2 separate regions of the Gossypium hirsutum genome follow, and region 1 is linked to region 2. A link is a contact called in public Hi-C data. All regions are on one chromosome and are shown on one strand. The core of a region is the stretch at or near the end of the contact, and the rest is flanking DNA. Distances in the headings are between cores, read along the strand shown.

The links. Hi-C and Micro-C count contacts between places; a contact is called where the count stands out from the background.
Region 1: a contact with region 2 is called in a Hi-C map of leaf, with 3 times the contacts expected there. The contact joins two enhancer-like sites. A contact is called at or near these places in 5 of 34 Hi-C or Micro-C datasets (anther and leaf).

What each region holds. Positions count from the first base shown.
Region 1 is chrD06:8,345,099-8,347,798 of Gossypium_hirsutum_v2.1, reverse strand. No RefSeq gene overlaps it. Among protein-coding and RNA genes, the nearest start is that of LOC107951790, 36 kb to the right of the region's middle. Within about 2 kb of position 1,363, at least 2 of the 9 cell types and tissues checked have an H3K27ac peak or open chromatin away from gene starts, as enhancers often do. A contact at or near this core is called in leaf, where this site is marked.
Region 2 is chrD06:8,299,892-8,302,591 of Gossypium_hirsutum_v2.1, reverse strand. No RefSeq gene overlaps it. Among protein-coding and RNA genes, the nearest start is that of LOC107951790, 9.1 kb to the left of the region's middle. Within about 2 kb of position 1,366, at least 3 of the 9 cell types and tissues checked have an H3K27ac peak or open chromatin away from gene starts, as enhancers often do. A contact at or near this core is called in leaf, where this site is marked.

The sequences.
Region 1 (2,700 bases), core at 114-2,613, 45 kb before region 2:
TCCCCTTACGCTAAGTGTTCTTTTTTTTTTTCTCCTCTTTGAGCTCAAAAATTGTAATTTCCATCTTGGTTGTAAAAAGAATGGTTGAGAAAAAGCATTGACAATGAAAGCTCAGTCATATTATATAAACAATCGTTTACAATCTATAAAAAAAAATATTAACAAGTAAGTTTACTAATTAATAAAAATAACTACTATTACATGAATTTTCTTTTATGGTTTCTCTTCTTCATCTAGTAACCACCTTTTTCACTTCTTTTTTATAGTGACCATCCATCCACCCAAAGCTAAAAATATTGTTTCGCAGAAACCACTAAATTTTCCACAACCAACCAACACCCAATTTTCAGAATTCTCATAAAGCAAAGTGATTATATTGGTCAAATATCAAATCAAATAAAAATTGAAAACAAAAGTGATTATATTAGTCAAATATCAAATCAAATCAAAAATAAAATAGTAAATAATTATATGTTTTAGTGAAAAAGATGCATGCATTGGAGGCCTAAAATGTAATTGGAGATCTCTAATTGCCAGCTAATTGAATCATGAATCTACCAACTCTTTCTTAATGTTTCTGATCTGATAGCTCCAATTTTAATCGGCGACCTTATTTTTACACTTCCATTCTATTCAATTTGAATTTAAACAATTAAAATACTTTTATTTATCAAATCAAATAAATACTTTTGAAATCAAACCCACCTCATTAAATAGACAATGCACTTTGTCCAAAAATAATAATGACATGTTATTTAACCTTCTTAGTTTTTGCATGGATTTGGTTTTTTAAGATAATATGCAAAAAAGCCATTAAACTATTTTACCTTATTTACAAGCGCTCTTATACTTTTTTTTCTATCTAAATAAATCCGTAAACTTTAACCGGTACTTAAATAAGCACTTAATCTTTAGCCTAAATCCAACTAAACATCTATTGCATAAAAGTATACTTGTACTGAATTTTAAAGTATTTAATATTTATCACATCAATAATCAGTTTTTAAGTAAAAACATAAGGGCTTATTTGAATACCAGCTAAACTTTAAGGGTGTAATAAAATAAAAAAAGTTGAAGAGGTTGTTTCGTATGTAAAAAAAAAGATTTAACAACAATAGCAGTTATTGATGCTAAGAATATTAAATGTTGAATTCTTATAAATTATAATTGTGTAAATATATGTGGGTGCAAATGTAAGAAAAAGCCTTGATGTCTGTACCTTTGATTTTTACTATAATATTAAAATATGACCCGTTGATTTTTGTTTGGTTAGCAAATGGTTACAAATAAATGTGTCCGGAAAACAGCGCATATAGACAAAGCGGGCTCCGTCCCGGGAAAAACGGGCTGTACTCTTATTGCCAACACCAACGTTCCAACGGTGGGGTCTTTTGCACATGCCTCCATGTGAACATCAATTCTTTTTATTTATTCATTTGCCCTTAATTTCTATTTAAATTTTGATTTCATTTACCATTAATCTTCATTCATTCCCAAATCTCCCACTCTCATTCCTCCGTCGGTGCCTTTCACGCTCCCCCATTTGGATTTTGTTATTTTACGGACTTTTTTTATAGTAATTAGATTGTAATATAAAAACAATTGTTTTAAAATTATATTTATATAATAAAGTTTCGATTAACTGATAAAGTTCTGAATTTGAGAAGGTTGAAGTTTTAGGCAGGGTTGAAGCTAAAAGAAAAAAATTTCGGATTAGAATTAAATTGTATATTTTTATTATAGTAGAAATGTAATTTCATTATTTTAATGGTTTATATTTTTATAATTTTTATATGGTTAAATTAATTTTTTATTATTTTATGGTCAATGTGCAACTTTACCATTATTAATTTAAAATTTTATAAATTTTAAAAGGACCTAAATGAAAAAAATTTCATTTTAAGAGGTCGAGCCCGTACCAGCCTCCTAACTTCACCACTGATTTTAGGTATAAATTTTATTATGGAAGTTTTTTTAGATTTATTATATAAATATAAAAAAGATAGAAAATATTATTATAGTATTATTAATTACTTTTTGGTTAAAATATATCAATAGTTTCTATATTTTTTGTAAATTTGAAATTTAGTCTCTTTATTTTTATTTTTAAGAATTCAATTCTTTTACTTTTCAAATTTTAAAATTCAGGTCCAACAATTCACACAGTTAATATTATTTTGTTAAATTCGTATTCATTATAACATCATTTTTTTACTTACATGACTATCAAATGGATATTTTTTTAATTTGAAACATCAACAAATTTAAAAATTTTAGCAACTTAACCTGAATTTTTAAATATGAAAAGTAGATAACTATATTCCTAAAAATAGATGGCCTATTTTAATATTATTTTGTTAACCAGACTTTTAAAGAATAAATGGATTTATGGCCTATTTTAACCATACTTTCAAAAAAATGATTTTTAAATCTTTTTCTAAATGAACTAATGTCCAATTAACTATCAGTTTAATAGGCATTTTCTTTTATGGTTCATATTTTAGATTGGGTTCGTCCCTGTAATATGGAATAATAGATAATGGGACGAACTACGTTATAGGCATGAAAGTGTAAGAACTCAATGGGGCTCGCCTCCTATTTCTTAGTCTGATTCGCGATGAAGGGTCCCGTTAAATTCTTAATGATCATGATCATAATATTTTGGTCGTATAAATGACAAAAAAATATTTCATTTTTTTC
Region 2 (2,700 bases), core at 117-2,616:
CGCATACATAGTTCGCCATCCACTCAGGATTTAAGTATGTCGCACTATGAACGTCACAAGTAAATAAATTCATAAATGGATTCAGGATCTATTCTGCTTGGGTCATGCCTGATGTACTATCAGTCCAGTCAGTCACATCTATGTCTCTATCTTCTGAGAATCAGTCGCTCCAATGCCTAAGACAAGGCATCTTCCCAATTGGACTTGATAGACGACATATTAGTCTTTTAATTGGTTTGCTCATTTCCGATTAGACTAAGGACATGCTTAGGTTCGTCTACTAATACAAGTTGTCTTTCCGTACTACGATTCGACCATATAATACCGCTTAGTATTAGTTAAACATTTAGACAACCAATGAGCAACATTTGCTTCCATTTTACTTTGCATGCAAAAACTATGTAAGAACAATTATACAAAGTATATTAATGTAATCAATGAATTTGTTTTATTAATCAATCTGTTCAAAAAAAATTACAAATTTACAAATGAATATACTACACTCAAAGTACCAAATCTAACAATTGCCTTATCAACCACTCTCACCTCTTCGTTTGCTATTGCTCTTGATGAGATAAATTGGATCACCCATCTTCTTCGAGAACTTTGCTTTCCTCTTCGTTTTTTTCCTCGAATTCTTTGTGATAGTACTAGCACTACATATTGCCAAGTTGATGAAACGTATTGCCATTGATTTTTATTTTATGCGTTATCAAGTGCAAAACATAAAGATTGAGGTCAAACATCTTTATTTCGCAGATCAAGTAGCTGATATAGTCACCAAACCACTGTAGTGTACTACATTTGATCATTTATTTCCCAGGTTGGCTATTGTTGAGACCACACCTTAATAAAATTTGCAATTAATAATATTAATGAATTCTCTTATCTCTTATTCTTTCTAATAATTTATTTTTTTTATAATCACGAGCATTCTTATTTATTTTAAATTGAGTGTTGCCATACTCAAATAAAATCTTTCTAACAATGTTGAATAAAATGAGTGCTAACAATTTATTTAATTATGATCGAATTATTTTTGAATTAAAATTGTAAATAATTTTATATTAAGATATTACTTTTACTACTTTTTTAGAATTAAAATTTATTATTTATATAATAATATTTGCTTGATTTGACGTAAAAATTTGTTTTTGTTTATAAAGAGTTTTTATTAAATTTCAAAAATATTAATGGCTGATAAATAAATATAATGAATGTGTATTTTGGAACAGAAATCCGTAAAATGCAGTTGCCGTCAGAGCGAGTGGGCGGTTAATTTGTTGCAAATGTATGGACAGATCTAAACAGGGGGGCCCACATGTTTGCCCCCACTAGGGTAACAGGCACCGTCAGATCCGGCGATATGCATCCAAGCCACACGTTAATTTATAAAGAAATAATAAATCTCCCCCTGTTAGGGTTAATGGGATCAAAACGAAACAAACGTAGTCAGCTTTTTAATTTATAACATAAAAAATAAGTTGGAATAATAAAAGAAATAGTAAAAAGCTAGGATTCAGTAAATCTTAATGAGCCTCCCTCAATCCCTCCCAATATTCTTCTTGGGATTGGTGGTAAAAAAAGAAAAAGACGCCCTCGCTTCTGCTATAAATACCCTATCTTCTCTCATCCCTTTACATCCTATTATCTCCCCCTTTTCTTCTTTCTCTTACCTTTTTTTTCTCTTCGTTTAGACAGACATGGCTGTCTTTGGAGCTTTTAGGGTTTTATCATTATAATGGCTGACGACCATTAAAGATAAACAAAGGAACATGGCCCTCTTTGTATTCTTCCACAGCTTTCTTGAACTGCAACTTCGTCTTACTTTCCTTGTTATTTTGTGTTGCTTATATAGGCGGTATATGGGTATGTATGTATGTCGTTGCGGTTCAATAAAGCTGTGGGAAGATACGGACAGGGTCAAAGAGAAATTTTCAAGATCCATCTGTTCTGGGATTTGAAAATGCTACTCTGTGTGCTTGATTATTTGTTTTTCTGATTTCATCTTACCCTCTCTCTCTCTCTCTCTCTCTCTCTCTCTCTCTCTCTCTTTTGTCTTTCTAATCCACTTTAAGAGTTTTTGATGCACTGAGTTTAAGTTTTTCTTTGACATGATTTGCCTGTGAAAGGGAGATAAATTATTTCCTTTCTTTATTTATTTAAATAACAAAGATTTTTCTTAACCCTAAATGGCTTTTTTTTTTTGCATTTTTGTTCTCTCAATGATATAGAGAGATGTTCAAGCTTGAATTATCATTGGATGTATCTTGATTATTTTCTAATTATAAGCACAACCATTATTTCATAACCCTTTTCTGTATCTGGTCTATCTTTCTCGTGGTTGCAGGCTTCCATTGCTATAATTCTGCTGCAAACTGCTTCTTTTATCCTCAAAGAATATTTAAAAAAAAAAAAAGTTACTCCAAATTTGCAGTAACACTGTAAGAGGGGAGAGAGAGAGAGAGAGACAGAAAGTGGATGATATAACTGTTGTTTTGGTACTTGGAATTTTCTATAGGTATAGATTCTTGTCTTTGCTGAATTTTTATGAGACTTTGTTTTGGATCCTTTTATCTTAATTGTTTTGACTTTGTTTTATTGTAGTAAAGTGTGCCCCCCCATTTGTAGGTTCCAGGCTTCTGGTCTTGAGGTTCAAAAAGCTCTTACTTGATATTTGTAGATAAAATTCCAGCAGAT